Regions from separate parts of the Zea mays genome. Here all the other regions are linked to region 1. A link is a contact called in public Hi-C data. All regions are on one chromosome and are shown on one strand. The core of a region is the stretch at or near the end of the contact, and the rest is flanking DNA. Distances in the headings are between cores, read along the strand shown. Region 1 holds the start of LOC100280144. Region 2 holds the start of LOC100191327. Region 3 holds the start of LOC103635420 (protein Rf1, mitochondrial).

What was found. Hi-C and Micro-C count contacts between places; a contact is called where the count stands out from the background.
Region 2: a contact with region 1 is called in a Hi-C map of ear, with 1.8 times the contacts expected there. The contact joins the promoter of LOC100191327 here to the promoter of LOC100280144 in region 1. A contact is called at or near these places in 2 of 25 Hi-C or Micro-C datasets (ear and tassel).
Region 3: a Hi-C map of tassel shows a contact between it and region 1, with 4 times the contacts expected there. The contact joins the promoter of LOC103635420 here to the promoter of LOC100280144 in region 1. A contact is called at or near these places in 2 of 25 Hi-C or Micro-C datasets (ear and tassel).

The regions. Positions count from the first base shown.
Region 1 is chr8:78,197,114-78,199,813 of Zm-B73-REFERENCE-NAM-5.0, reverse strand. LOC100280144 reads right to left here and starts at 1,264. Exons shown (of 8, transcript NM_001358284.1): 1 at 1,041-1,264; 2 at 867-952; 3 at 731-781; 4 at 398-429; 5 at 337-395. The coding sequence starts at 1,182.
Region 2 is chr8:77,862,821-77,865,740 of Zm-B73-REFERENCE-NAM-5.0, reverse strand. It overlaps LOC100191327, which reads left to right and starts at 1,413. Exons shown (of 1, transcript NM_001136761.1): 1 at 1,413-2,603. The coding sequence starts at 1,539. The coding sequence ends at 2,333.
Region 3 is chr8:78,659,148-78,661,874 of Zm-B73-REFERENCE-NAM-5.0, reverse strand. LOC103635420 (protein Rf1, mitochondrial) reads right to left here and starts at 1,271. Exons shown (of 3, transcript XM_035961722.1): 1 at 1-1,271. The coding sequence starts at 1,047.

The DNA of each region.
Region 1 (2,700 bases), core at 15-2,514:
GGAATCTGCAAAAAAAAATTGCTTAGACGAGGCAGATTATGGAACGGAGGGAGTAAAAACCGAGAGCTAAAACGAATACTATTTTAGGACAGAGGGAGTAAAAGAAGCCACAGACTTCAATGTAAATGACAACTAATGAGCAGACTGGTAAACATTGAACACTGGGGCCTCTAACATGATGACATTTTGTACCACGAAATGGCTGTCTTAATAACAAACTAGACTACAACACGTTCAACTAGCCAAAGACCACAGAGCAGATCAGGTGAACAATAGCCATGGACACAGCAAAAGTTTTTTTTGACATAATTAATTCTAAAAAGTACCAATAATTACCTAACTTCACAGTCCTAACAGGACTCAGCTTGAGGAAGAAACTACTCTCTCCGTCCCACAAAAAATGCAATCATTGCTTCTCGAGAAACCAACCTATTTGAAATTTGACTAAAATTATATAAAAACAATAATATTTATGGTACAAATTAAGTATAACTGAACTAATTACAAAATATATTTTCATGATAAACTTATTTGGAGATATACATGTTAATATTATTTACTATAATTTGGTCAAACTTGAGCTAGTTTCACTGGGACGGTTCCCATAATTGCATTCTTTCTAGGACGGAGCAAGTACTTGTGCAAATTTCTCTGCACGACACCAAACACCTGACGTGATCCCCTAGAGTCCGAGGCTCTGAGCTAAGTCGCAAAAGCAGGGGCACCTCACCTTAGTACCGAAGGGGCCGACGGCAGGATCCATGTCAAACCGCTTCTTCCCCTGGAGAAAACGCATCAAAATCCACATCAAATGCCGCCGGAATCACGTTGAGATTCCGAAGTCCGAACCCAGAGTGACCTCTCACCTGGAGCTCCGCCTCGAGCTCCTCGCGCTCCAGCCCCGTGGCGATCGGCATGACATCCTCGACCTTGCTGGGCGCCGGCTTGTCGCCTGCACGGCCACAGTCCTCCGATCCGTCAGAACGAGACCATCGGCTCAGAGGAGCAAGGAAGTAACTGCTGAGGGACGGGGGGCTTACCGGGAGAGGAGAGGAGGGTCGAAGTGCGCCGGAACGCGGCCACCGGCACCGTGGACAAGGGCACGGCGCGGGCGGAGGCCGGGGACGACGATGCGGCGGCGCGGCGGAGCGAGGGGGCTAGGGTTTGGAGGCGGCGCCACATGGCGGGCGTGGTGGTGTTCTCGGGTCGCCCCTCGCGGAGGTGGGGCCGGTGGAGTGGGAGTGGAGATGCCCGATGCCAGCCATGGTTTACAAAACTACCCACCGGGTTTTATCCAAAATTGGTTTCAAATTCAAAAAAAATTAAAAATTCATAAAAATCGAAAATAGCCGGTAAACCGTCATTTTAGACCGTTAAACAACCAATTTTTTTACCAGTGAATCAGATTTAGTGGCAAGATTGAGTCCAATTTAAACATTTAGCGGTCAATTTAGGCATTAGTCTTATTTACTGTTATATGCTAAATGTGAAGATGTTATATGTTATATGTGATGATGAAATTCATAGCTCAAGTCCAACTTAGACATTTAGTGGTCAATTTCAGTTTTATTTCCTGTCCAAGATGGAATCCGTAGCTTAAGTAGCTCCAGTTCTTTTAACTACCCGTCTGGACAAGACCCAATATAGAACCCTTAGCTCCAGACTCCAGTTTTTCTGTATGTGTTCCTAAGACTTGTTGATCAGAAAAAAAAGTTTAACACTTGGTGAGGTGCACATGCAATACACGAACACCAAACACACATATATGTTTTTTTTGCTTTGTGGATAAGTATTTATTTGTCGTTCTTGTTTTTCTCGCTAGTGTATCTCATATCTTTTGTATAGACCTATCACTATCACTATGACGGATTGGAACAATATCACAATCCTTCCAACATGCCTGAGTACTATCACTATGACTCTAGTTGAACATGTGAGTATTTTGAAATAAGTCGACCTATGTGTCGTTGCTTCGTTGGAGAGTTGTAAAAGAACTTGTATTTGAGTATTGCGAAGTTCGTTGGTTGTTTGTTGCATGAGAACTGTAGTTTGTGGTTGCATATGTATGTTGTATATTATTTTGGTGAACACATGTCGTGTGAATCAATTAATATTTACTGTGCAATGTGAATTGAGAAAATTACAAATAAATCCTGTCAAAATTTTTCATTTTTTTTATAAAAACAACAAAATTCGGTTCGTGGTAAAACGACGGTTTAGAGCGGATTTTCACTAGTTTTTCACTGGTAATTCGGTTCAAATTCAAATTGATTTGGATTGGTCAAATCGGACGGTTTTTACCGGTTTTCGCCGGTTTACCGGTGGGTAACAGTTTTCGCACCCAGAACGGTTTTGTAAACCATGATGCCGGCCTGCAGGGTGAGACGAGACGGGTTTCCACTTTCCAATTCGTCACCACTATAGGGGAAGTGCCCGATGCAAGTCAAAAAAAATCAAATACTTGGGGTGAGCTTGCTATGTTGCGAGCCATCTATGGCCATACCACTTCGCCGTTAATAAAAAAATGCCGCCTCTCGTCGAATTTGGTTCCATTGGCAGCCTCGTTGATCTCGAATCAACCACTCTTCAATATTTGATTTCAATCATCTAAAAAGTATTAAAAACTAAAGCAACATAAATTAAATATATGAATCTTCGTCCTTAACACTTATTTGAAATGTTATCACCAAGGATGAATGT
Region 2 (2,920 bases), core at 164-2,663, 330 kb after region 1:
GCAGTTTCTAAATAGAAAAATACTCCCCTCCATTCATAAATATATGACACTGTTGACTTTAAAAAAAATTTAATCAATAGTTTTATTAAAAAATAATAATTTATAATTTATTTATTTATTATATGTTTTATCATGTAGTTTGCGTTTGACTTAATATTTTATATATTTAAATAAGTATTTTAAATAATACGAGTAGTCAAAGTTTAAAAAAATAAATAAATTGTGTCATGTATTTATGAGCCGAGGTAGTATACGTCTAGACATAATATTATATACCTTGACATAATATACGTCTAGATGCATAATAAACTCTATGTAAATTAAAAAGCTAAAACAATTTAGAGCCTCTTTATATCTTCACGGTTTGATAGAAATAGAAGCTTGGGTGGGAAAAAACGTCCAATAGCTACAGATAGAGTCTGCGGATGACTACAGATAGCATCTCCAAGTGTGTTATTTTTTTAAATTTTACTCTCTAAATTATTATTTAGAGTCATTTATATAAAAATCATTTTCTATATCTTTTCAATTTTTAACAGCCTTTCTATATCTTAGAAAGATTCACGTTTTCTATATTTAGCTAGCGAGAAACACGAAATAGATAACCATTTAGATAAGTTGTTTGAGTGTATTTTTTTTACAAAAGTCTATTTATATAGATTACGAAAAATATAAAGAGGCTCTTAGAGTTGCTCTTCTAGCAAGTTCAATAGTTATGTAAATTTTAGCTCTCTAATCATAGATTTAAGAAGTTGCTAAATAACTTTAGGAGTAAATAATGTGAATTCTTCTATAATTCTTTAAATATATGTTGTAGTTTTGTTTTGTATCTATCCAAATAAAAAAAGAATAAGTCACAAATTTCAACAATTAACTTCATTACCTACATAATGCAGTCAACATTTTTGTTTAGGAAGTTGTTAAATGTAGAGAGTAAATGTGTTTAGATAAGAAGTTGTTAAAGTTAAAAAATTTATTGAGAGAACTGCTGGAGAAAAGTTTTTATGTTAACTAACTAAATTATTAATTTAGAAAATCTCTATAGATTATATCTGCAACAGTATGAACATCTGACTTTAATTCAAGCGAAAATATATAGAGAACGTTTTTTAGCAAGTAATAAGTAGTGCTTTGAATGATGATTTTTGTTGGCCTTGATACCATTTTTTTCTTCCTCAAATGCTGATCCGTTTGTTAGCAACGAGCCAAGGACGCACAAACGGCATGCTTGCCAGATGTAACTGCCCACGTCCGCGTGTGCCTTCAAACATGCTCGTCTGGCAACACAAAGTGCCAAGCTTGTTGCATGTCGTCAGGGCGCAGACCTCACGGCACGGTGCCACGTACGCGAGAGCACCTGCACCACCTGGCCGCCTCCCTCCAACTCCAAGCCGCGCCGCATTAACACACTTACACACCGATCGCGAAACTGCTTCCTAGCTTCGTTCCGGTTCCGGAGCGCCAGAGAGAGAAAGAAAGGGAAAAGAAGCGCCTTTGCCCACCGCGCGATCGATCGATCCGGGGTCCGGCGGCCTGCCATGGTGAAGCTGGCGACGGCCAGGGAGGCGCGGCTGTACGGGCCGGCGCTGGCGGCGAGGCGGTGGGAGTACATCAACGCGGGGACATACGTGTTCGCGGCGCTGCTCCTGGTCCTGGCGGCGGCGCTGTCCATGTCCGTGTCCGCGGCCAGGCTGGGGCTCGCCGTAGGCGCCGTGGCGCTGGCGGCCGTGGCGGCCGTCAACGCACACGACCTCGCCGCGCACCTGGCTGGCGTCGACTGCCGCGTGGGACTGGCGAGGTACGATGCCCAGCTCGGGCTCGTGGAGTTCCTCGTGCCGGCCGTGCACGCAGCCGGGTGCGCGCTCGCCGCCGCCGGCCTGGCGCTGCTGGCCTCCCCCCACTCCCACTCCCAGTCCCAGCAGCGGCACGCGGCGACCATGCTGCTCGTCGCGGCGCTGCTGTGGGTGCTGGGCTCCGTGCTCAACTCCTGCCAGGTGTACGAGCGCGCCGACGGCCGCGCGCAGCTGCTGCAGTCGGGCGTGCAGGTGCCTCAGCTGCTGGGGAGCCTTCTGTTCCTGGTCGCCGCGGCGCTGAACCGCCCCCGCAGCGGCGGCGAGCCGGCGTGGCTGTGCCTGGTCGGGAGCGTGCTGTGGCTGGCGGCAGCGCTGCTCAACGTGCTGAAGGTGTTCGCCATGCACCAGAGCGACGCGCTGCGGCTGGAGAAGCTCCGCGGCGGCGCGCAGGAGTGGCTCAGCCGCGACCGCGAGGGCCGCGTGCCGCTCAACTGGGAGGAGGCCGCCAGGAGACGGGCGCTGCCCACCGAGCTCCGGTGATCATCGCCCGCGCCAGGCGCCACCCATCATTTCCCGTGCCGTAAAATGAGGGGAAAAGGGTAGATAAATAAATTGTTTCAGCGCCACCCTTTTGGGCCGTTGCTTGGGCTCAATGGAGGCCCGAAGCCCCGGATTGTAGGGCCCATTAGCTGCTGGAGCTTATCGCATTCCATTTCCTATGTCCGAGTCCCTTGCGGCTCCTTTGGAAGGAAAAGGAATGAGAGAATTAAGAGATGGATTGAAGAGGGTTGGAAGGATTAAATTTCTTTATATTCAAATTTGACTAGAATGGGTTTAATCTACCCTAATCTTTCTTAATCTATCTCTAACTGAACAAATTTAGGGTTAGAATCCCTTACTATTTAAAATTGAATATTAAAATTAAATAGTAAGAGATTCTAGCCCCCTCAATCCGTAGGTCGGATTGAGGTCGTTTCTCAGTATAGGTTTCTCAGTATAGCTTAGCAGAAGTGTCACATCCTGATTTAAGGGCTAAACCCGTGCTGGGCTAAACCCGAGCACGAATCAAATGTGTGCTAAGATCAAGTTTTACATATATGGACTCATGATACAGAAACGAATGTCAC
Region 3 (2,727 bases), core at 22-2,521, 460 kb before region 1:
CCCATGAAGCAAGATGTGATAGATAGTAGAATTGGGTTTTTGACCCTTCCGAACCATTGAATCAAAGACACTCCTAGCTTCTGCGCATCTTCCAATCTTGCAATAATACTGTATCAGAAGACTGTAAGTGACAACATCCGGTTGAAGACCACTACCAGACATCTTTTTGAGCAGTCTCACTGCCTCTTCCAACTGTCCTAAAGAGCAATATCCACGGATCATGATATTATATGTCCTAGTATCCGGCATAACACCTTTATCAAACATATGTTGTAGGATTGCTACAGCCTTGTCCATTGCTTGAGCCTTGCACAGGCCATCAATGAGTGAGTTGTATGTCACAACATCAGGTGGAAGCCCCTGGCCCATCATTTCATGAAACAGGAAGTAAGCTTTGTCGACTTCACCTTCTTTAAAGAAGCCATCAATGACTGTGTTATACGACACCACATTGGGAGAACAGTTGTATCCGCCATCGGCCGTCATGTGAATCAGCAGCTCAAGAGCCTCTTGACTCTTTTTCTCGACGCAGAGCCCTTTGATAAGAGCATTGTAGGAGAAAACATCAGGTGTATAGCCAAGCTCCGGCATTCTTCTGAACACCATATCCATTGCGTCATCAGTCCTGTTGCCATCACAGAGACCCTTGATTAGCTGGTTGAGGGTCACGTTCTGCACCCTCCATCCCGTCTTGAGGAACAGGGCAAAGGCAGCGAAGGCGAGGTCCAAGCGGCCAACAGTGCAGAAGCAACGGATGAGGATGCCTATGATGGCGGCCATCATATTGACGCCGGACCGGACCATGGTATTGAAAAGGGACACGGCGAGCGCAGCGCTGTGACGTGGTGACGACGAGGAGTCGGCGCGAGCGACGACGGTGAGGACACTATTGAAGGCGTGCACCGATGCCGGTCTGGCCTGAGGAAGCAATTCATCGAACAGGTTGAGCGCGTCCTCTCGGCCGAGGCTTCCGGAGCGGTGCCGATTTAGGATTATCCGCTCCAGCTCCAAGCACGTGCGGCGGCCAGAGCTGACCCCTCGCGACATGCCTTGTCACTCGCTGTGTGGAGCAGTGGTGGAGTGAATGGGCCGAACGGATCTCTGCTTAGTCACTCGCTGCAACCAGCATAACGCGACGCTACAAGGCAAGCTCCTGCAATCTGGAACCCAGCACACGGATTTAGCAGCGGGAGGGTGTGCAAAGGGAATCGCGGAACATGAGGCAGGGGCGCAGGGCGAAGGGCAGCAGAAGCGGTGGAAGTGGAACTCACGATGTAGCGCTGGTAGAACTTGCGCTTGAAGTGGCAAAGCCGATTCCGATGCCGATGCGAGCCAGTGGGTGAGACGACAGCCCAAGACACGACCGGAAGGCTCCTCGGGCCTTCCTCACCTTTCGTGGGCCACTGCCCATAGAGACCTTGGGCTAGCTTGGCAAAAAGCCATCTTCAGTATTTTCTCTCTTGGCTGCAACTCTCAGGAGCATGTCTTAGCTTGCTATTATCAGACAAATGATTGACTTATAATAAAAGGATAGTTAGTTAAGTGCATGATGACTTGTGCAAAGGTTAAAAGTCGAAAAAGAACATCTCTACTCCAGTCTGTATCATACTAGCATCCCACACCACTGTGATCTCACCTGATGCTTGATCTCACCTAATGCTGCAATCGTTGACGTCGAGCAAACCACGTCAGGATCAATCAGGCTCCTTCGCCGGCACGGAACGCGTGCGATCAGGCGAAGGCACACGCCCCAGTTGAGACCTGACCTGATCGCCGGTGGAAGCTTTTTTTTACTGGCACTCCCACCTTCCAATTCCATTTCATCCCAAACTTGCGACGCACAGCACTATGTAGAAAAGGCAGTCGACTACCGTTTCAGAAGGAAGCTTGGATGCCAAGGAAATACAATAAAGCAAATGCTACCTTTTGTTTTCTTTTCTTGTTCTTCTCTATATAATAATACGACAAAGGAAACATAAGAAATGGAGCCATTCACTAGGTCCAAGTGAAGTGCAGTGTGTGAACTCGGAATAAGATCCAGTAGGATATTATTCAAAGAAAGGCACACTTCATCAACAAAAGAAAGAGAGAGGGCAAAAAAGGAGAGCTCCATTATGTACCCTAACTAATAGAAAGCGTGATTCGTTATTTACAACTGGATGCACAACCATACAGGCCCCCGGGAATGTGGTAATGCACGTGATGCCCTTTTTGCCTTCTCTGACCAAGACCGCACTCAAGAGAGTTGGAGTATTCCTTGGATATATAATCCATTCCTTTAAGAAGAAATCATCCGTCACTCCCAACTCACTCCATCCTATAAAAGCCACGGCCAGCTACTGTAACACTATAAAAATCATCAAATAAAAATAATACATTTAGTTATTAATGGTAATTATGGCAATAAATTTTTCATTCAAGTGTTTGTTATTTATTTGCTTTTGAAATAATTTTTGATTGCTCATGATTGATTTTGGTTATTGAATAACATTTCTTCTTAAATGAAAATCTAAATAAATAATATAATAATTATTAGTCCAAACATAAATATTTTATTTATAAATAATTTTGGTATAATTATTATGAATTTTAGGGTTATTTAAAAATATATTTTGGATTTAGAAAAGAAATAGAAAACAAAGAAAAAGAAAAAAAACCTAACCCTAAAGCCCATTAGGGGCCCAACAAACATCACAGCGCGCGCCCCATCCTCACATGCTAGCCGCT